2 separate regions of the Mus musculus genome follow, and region 1 is linked to region 2. The links are chromatin contacts, called in public Hi-C maps. All regions are on one chromosome and are shown on one strand. The core of a region is the stretch at or near the end of the contact, and the rest is flanking DNA. Distances in the headings are between cores, read along the strand shown. Region 1 overlaps Commd1 (COMM domain containing 1). Region 2 has its middle 79 kb from the start of B3gnt2.

Region 1 (3,304 bases), core at 545-3,044, 170 kb after region 2:
GCAGGAGCTGATGCAGAGGCCATGGAGGGATGTTCCTTACTGGCTTGCTTCCCCTGGCTTGCTCAGCCTGCTCTCTTACAGAACCAAGACTAACAGCCCAGAGATGGCACCACCCATAAGGGGCCTTTCCCCCTTGATCACTAATTGAGAAAATGCCTTACAGTTGGATCTCATGGAGGCATTTCCTCAACTGAAGCTCCTTTCTCGGTGATAACTCCAGCTGTGTCAAGTTGACACAAAACTAACCAGTACACACTCTGGTTCTTTTAAACTAACAGACTGAGACCTGAGAGTCCTCCTCCACCACAGGTCACTTACATAGCAATGCATTGCAGGCATATTCTGAGTCTCTTCTACTGTATGCTCAGCATAAAGTACTGCACATACTTCGTGTACTCAAAAAATAAATAAATAAATAAAACTTAGAGAAGTGAAATATATGGGAGGGGGTAGAGAGATGGCTTGGAGGTTAAGAGTGGTAACTGCTTTTCTAGAGGTCCTAAGTTCAATCCCCAGCAACCACGTGGTGGCTCTCAACCATCTCTAATGAAATCTGTGACTCTTCTGATGTGCAAGCTGGAGAAGAACCTTATTGTGGCACACAGTCTATTTGTACTGATTACATAGCAACAGTGCTCACAGGAGCTCAGAGAGCTCTCTTAATGAGACAACACAGGAAAGGGAAACATCTCAGCTCTGATTTTCTTTTTTTTTTTTCTTTTAATTTTTTTTTTAAGATTTACTTATTTTATGCATATGAGTACACTGTCGCTGTCTTCAGACACACCAGAAGAGGGCATCTTACTCCATTACAGATGGTTGTGAGCCATCATGTGTTTGCTGGGAACTGAACTCGACCTCTGGAAGAGCAGTCAGTGCTCTTAACTGCAGAGCCATCTCTCCAGCACCCCAGAAGTTCTTCTTGATTGAACCAATGCAAAATATCTGTTTCCATGGGACACAACTGTGAATACAGGGACCATGGCTGTCAATCACTAGTTGTGAACTTGCCTAGCATTTGGGAGATTTGGGACTTAACTCCAGTACTGCAAATGAAACACAACAAAAGCACAACAAAGTGCACTGTATAGTATATTTAACTGTAGGTTATAATCATAATGTTATAAAATTCATTGGGATAGTCATAACACTACCAATCTTGTAGGCATTCTGTTTAATTGAAAAAGGTCTTATGTCTAGCTTCACTTTCAGCAGAATACAAGAAAAGTAAAGTAGTGCCTCTAACAGATTTAAGTTCAAATACTTCATCCCAGACCTGTAAGCGGGGTTTGCTGCCAAGTCTGATGATCTGAGTTTGATTCCCAGGACCCACGTGGTAGAAAAAGAGAACTGACTTCAGAAATGTGTCCTCTGATCTCTACATGCACACTGTGACACAAGGCTGTACCTCAATCTCTAAGTTTTGTCCCCAAGACCTTCCTGAGGTTGGTGCCTTCCTGCTACTCAAGACTCAGAGCAGCCTTGAGCAGAGTCTGAGGCAGAGTCCAGCAGCTGTGAGCCTCAGGGCCCCTCGGGAAAGCCTGATATGCAAAGGCACCGAGGATTCTAGCACCCCAGTTCTGCTTGTGTTGGCTCTCCTGCCCACCTACCTGCCTGAGGGTGGGAAAAGGGAGAAAGAACATGTACGATGTGATGAAAAAGAACCAGCGACTGCAGGAACCTTTCCTAAGTCACCACCCAAAGTGATGAGCGTGGTAAATGCTCCAAGAACTGATTCTGTCTGTACTGACTCCATTTTGTAAGTGTGTGCTCTGGATCAGAAAGCAGAAGTTATCAGAAAAAAAAAAAAAATCCGATGCAAACGTCTAGTCAGCTCCTACTCTTGAAGCCTGGTCTGCCCACAGCATAAAGCAAACCACTCCGATGAAGCTCACTCTCCAGGAAAGGAAGCCAGTGGGAGAATACAGGAGAACTGAGGCTCTGCCTCTCCGAGGATGGAATTATAGGCATGTACAGCTGAAATGCCACTATTTTTCATTTGTATTTTATGTGTATGGGTATTCTGCCTTCATATACATCTGTGTACCACGTGTGCCTGGTGCTCTCCAAGGCAAGAAGAGGGTATTGAATCACCTAGAACTGGAGTTACCAACAGTTGTGAGCCACCATCTAGGGACTGGAAATCAAACCTGGGTCCTCTGGAAGAGCAGGCAGTGCCCTTAACCACTGATCTTTCTCTCCAGCCCTAAGAAGCCTAAGAGACCTAAAAGATCCCTGCTAAGTCAGCAGCAGTGAAACCAGAGGCAAGCATCCCTCTCTTCTGTAATTTTATCAAATATATTTTCAGGTCACTCTGGAAATTCACAGGGAGTATCATTGGGCCTGAGGACTGCACAGAGACAGGTCTCACACCTGTTCCCAAAAAAGAAACTACATGTACACACCATACTACATTTTGCTCCTTCAAAAGTTATTCTAACTGAAGAGGTGACTGTTTTTAATTGGCTTATACTGTACATCATATTGGCATATCGAATTAGCCTATAACACCAGCTGCTTGGGAAGCAGAGGGAGGGGACCATCAGTTCAAGGCCTATCTGAGCTTACAGAAGGTTAAAGCAAGCCTAGGTAGCTTTCTGAAATTCTATCTCAAAAACACAAAGGACAAAAGAAGGGAAGGCCAGTGCATGGCTGAGTGGCTGAGAGCTTTCCCAGTGTGTATGTCCTGGGTTCAGTTCCTGACATCACAGAAGCAGAAATGACAAAGACAGAAGAGAGGGAGAAGTTATTTAACTTAGAGGTACAGAAAATATATTTGATAAAATTACAGGAGACATTTCCCAAATATGGGGAAGAGATGGCTACCCAGACACAGGAAGTATTCAGAAACCAAGCCAAACAGAAAATACCATGTGTGCTACAGTTCAGTATCATATTTATGAAAAAAAGTATTGAGAATCATAAGGGAAAATATCAAATCACATAGAAAGGCAAATCCATCAGAATAACAGCAGATTTCCTCACTAAAAAATCTAAAGGCCAGGAGAAAGGAGTGGTCCATTTCAATTGCTGAAAACCAATGGCCAACCGAAATTACTATGTCCAGCAGAACTATTCTTCACAATTGGAGAGGGGGAAAAAGTTTCCATGATAAACACAAGCTAAAGGAATGTATTACCACTAATCCAGCAGTACAGAAGCTACTGGAAGGAATGCTACACATCAAAGAAGAAGAAGAAAAAATAACATTCATGAGACACAGGGAACAAGGAACTATACTGAAGCAGAAAGCAAGCAAATATGAGGAAAACAGCAAACATTATAAAAATCAACAAAATAGCCA
Region 2 (3,642 bases), core at 949-3,448:
GCTCCAGGACAGCCTGGACTAAAAGCAAACAAACAACAGCAAAACAAAAACAAAAATCAACAAACCAAAGGGCTAGAGCGATGACTCAGCAATTCAGAGCAGTTGCTACTCTTGCAGAGGGTCAGAGTTCAGCTCCCAGGCCCTACATAAAGGTTCACAACCATCTGTAACTTAGTCCTAGGGAGTTCAAAGCCTTCTCCTGACCACTAAAGGCACCAGGCATACACATGCTATACAGGCTTACATGCAAGCAAAACACCCATATACATAAATTAAAAACCAACCAAACAACAGTAAAAATTTGTTCTTTGCTAGGATATTCTCAGAATCTGAAGAGCAGGAAGAAAATTAGATTATTTGATATTTCATGGTTTCATGGATAAAAATATCTATCTCAGATTTCTGTAAAGATTCATTGTCTGAGCACATGTAAAGAATTCAATAAATGCTGGCTGTAATTATTTATTATTCCTATATACAATGAAACCACCAACATCATATCAACAGAGACAAGCGTTTAAAAAGACCAGAGCTAAAACACAGACTCACCTGCAGCCACCTCACCACCTTGTGTCCTGGTTAGAACCAAACACATCATGGCAAAATTTGATTTAGTGCTTTTCTAGTGAAAGGGCATGCTTATGAATAATTGTTCAGAAGTGGAGGAACAAAGGACAAACAGTCACTGTGCATTTAATGCATTTTGACATGTAGCAGCCTGGGATATCTTCAGAACAGCACAGAGGGCAGCTTGATGTCAGCATCTTAGAACTTTCTCCTCCAGGAAGGGTTTTTCTGCAGTAGCTTCCTTGAAGACAAAGGAACACAACACTCCACTGTTCTTGGGTTTCTTCAAAAAGCACTGTCAAAAACCAATAGCATCCAGGGTAATAATTTTAGGAGGCACTTTCTTGCTGCTAGTCCTGGAAGATAAGAGGAAAGCTGGCAGTGTTTCAGTTACCCCTGGCAAGCATGAGTGGGAACTGGGGGGCTACCCACAGGAAGGCAGGGAGCCCACCCTGCTGTGCACCCTGACCGTTCAGGCTGGACTGCTGACTCCTTGTATTTGACACCAAGGATTTGAGGAGATGACTCTGGGTAGCTGTGGTTGTGACAGTGGTGTCCTCATGGTGGGCTTGTCCCCTGAGTGAAAGAACTTCAACAGTGAGCCCAACTGTACTGTCTTGATCCAGCATCAACAATGAGAAACAAATGCCTGTGTTGAAGCCACTCAACCTGAGGTATCTGTGACAGGCCCAGACAGCTGAGACAAGGCAGTGGCCTCTCACAGTCAGAGGCAGGTGGCAGAAGGGTTAACAGAACTTTCTCGGGTTAGCCTACCATGAGAAGGGTAGCAGTGTGACCGTTGAGAGCAGGCAGAAGAGATGGACCTGTGAGCAATTCTGTAAAACCAAAGGAAATCTCAAATGTATTTCAAAATTAGCAAATTTTATTTTTAGAAATTGCAACACAAAACTTCACCGCCTCTTGATGCCTTTGCTGCCTGAACAGTGGAGATGGACTTGGTGGCAGTGCAGGAGTAATTGCTTCCTTGGCGACTTCCACGGCTGCTGCTGGGACAACTATTCAAGGCCTCTCACTTTGTGGCCCTGAGTCCTTAGGCTAAGAGCAGGAAGTAGGACACAAGTCAACAGGAAGAAGCCATCCTGCCTCTAGGAAAGTAGGCTTCCTTCTAACAGGAAGCTCTTAGGCTATGCAGTGGTCTAAGAGGAACTAAACATATATGCCAGGCAGTATGCCAGTAGCTTGTGCCGTTAATCCTAGCATTTGAGAGTCATAGGCAGACAGATTTCTGTACAATCCTGGCCAGTCTGGTTCCATAGTGAGTTCCAGGACAGTCAGGGCTACAAAGATCTTGTCTCAGAGAGAGAGAGAGAGAGAGAGAGAGAGAGAGAGAGAGAGAGAGAGAGAGAGAGAGAGAACGATAGGTTTATATATGTGTGTGTGAGTGTGATAAATAATTTAGGAGCAATTTCTCAGAGAGCCATATGACACAACAGTCCCTCTTCTCTCCCTCTCCCCTTCCAGTTGACTATGTTATTTATTGTTGTTTCCCATGTACAACTGAAAAGAAAAACTGTGATTTTAAAAACAGGAGGTAATGGAGGGTGTGGCTTGCTCCCAATCTTGGTCAAGATCTGTTTCACATAGCTGCCCTGGAAATCAGGAGTGAACCATCCAGGAAGAATGACTCAGGCAGACTGCAGGCCAAGTACGGCACATCCATCCCACCCAAGACTACAGCCTAGAGCAGGGTCCAGTTTTGGATGTGGTGGAGGGACCACAGGAAATGCCTTACTGTCCTCTCAGGCTACTGAAAGTGAGCCATCATTCCGCTCCAGGCTACACAAAGAGAGTTGAGGGCTTCTGGGCTCCTAGAAGATCTTGTATTGCAGTGCCCAGAAATGCAGAAGAAACCTTTAGTTCATAGGGACCACCCTAGAGAATGTGGCTGAGAGACATGGAAGAAAGGGAGAAGAAAGAAAATCCAGGTAGCCAAGCCTTAGGTCCATGAGCAGACTCAGCAAGAGGCTCTCAAAGGCAGGAAGGCCTGAACTGTCTCATTGAACCTGGGGAGATGAGACTGTGGAATGCTGCAGAGACCTCTCTCAGGATCTTTTCCAGTCCAGCCACTCACAGCTGTTCTGGGTGTTGGGAAATGCTGGCCACAGAATGAAAAGTCCAGGAAGATGCAAAGGTTAAAGAGCAGCTCACCACTGGGTGTGGCAGGGCATGGTAGTGCACACATGCTTTTAATCCCTGGGTTTGGGAGGCAGAACTGAAATTAAGGCCAGCCTGGTCTACAGAGTAAGCTCCAGCCAGGACTACACAGAGAAACCTTGTTGATAGATAGATAGATAGATAGATAGATAGATAGATAGATAGATAGATAGATAGGGTAAAAATAAATTCCCCAAGGCTAAGGATATGGCTGTCACATCTGAGTCATATAGTGAAGACGACATGACACTGTTGGGCTCCAGAAGAGACAAGGTCCTGTATGAGCCCTGACAAGAGGGGATTCGTGAAGGAAGAGGGCACACCATGACAAGCCTCTATAGTCCTGGCTTTGGAGGTGGCAGAGGGCTTGAAGTTGGCAGCTAAACAGGTACCATTGTCTATATAGATGGTAGAGAGCTAGGAAGGGAGCCCAGGAGGGTCACTGTAGCCTCAGCAGCAGCCTTTGGAGACAAGGCATGAAGCAGGAAACACCCCTACAGTGTAGATAGAAATCTCAACCTGGGAACACCTAGGGATTGTGTCCGTTTTTTTTAGACTGGGTCTCACTAAGTTGGGCTTGCCTTAATTTGTGAATCTAGAATCAGGCAACACTCTGTTTAAGATGAACAAAGGTGAACTGGAGAGATGGCTCAGCAGTTAAGATTACTGACTACTCTTCCAGAGGACCTGAGTTCAATTCCCAGCAACCACATGGTGGCTCACAATCATCTGTAATGGTATCCAATGCCCTTTTCTGGTGTGAATTGAAGACAATGTACTGTATGTATGTATATATGTATGTATGTATGTATGTATGTATAAATAAATAAATAAATAAATAAATAAGATGGTCAAAGACAGAAGCACAGAACAGGGAGTTGGTTGACTACTTACAGAGCC

What was found. A called contact is a pair of places that touch in the nucleus more often than the background predicts.
Region 1: a Hi-C map of bone marrow-derived macrophages shows a contact between it and region 2, with 7 times the contacts expected there. The contact joins two enhancer-like sites. A contact is called at or near these places in 2 of 39 promoter capture datasets (both in embryonic stem cells), 8 of 15 datasets of contacts at CTCF or cohesin (CD8 T cells, the G1E-ER4 cell line, embryonic stem cells and 3 more), 104 of 484 Hi-C or Micro-C datasets (the AML12 cell line, B cells, the C2C12 cell line and 37 more), 18 of 115 datasets of contacts at active chromatin or transcription factors (CD8 T cells, cardiomyocytes, embryonic stem cells and 4 more) and 4 of 9 other capture datasets (adipose tissue, embryonic stem cells, liver and 1 more).

Annotation. Positions count from the first base shown.
Region 1 is chr11:22,951,072-22,954,375 of GRCm38.p6, forward strand. All of the region lies in intron 2 of Commd1 (COMM domain containing 1), which reads right to left. Among named protein-coding and RNA genes, the nearest start is that of Zrsr1, 19 kb to the right of the region's middle. Within about 2 kb of position 1,795, at least 11 of the 459 cell types and tissues checked have an H3K27ac peak or open chromatin away from gene starts, as enhancers often do. A contact at or near this core is called in B cells and bone marrow-derived macrophages, where this site is marked.
Region 2 is chr11:22,778,718-22,782,359 of GRCm38.p6, forward strand. No RefSeq gene overlaps it. Among named protein-coding and RNA genes, the nearest start is that of B3gnt2, 79 kb to the right of the region's middle. Within about 2 kb of position 2,199, at least 87 of the 459 cell types and tissues checked have an H3K27ac peak or open chromatin away from gene starts, as enhancers often do. A contact at or near this core is called in B cells and bone marrow-derived macrophages, where this site is marked.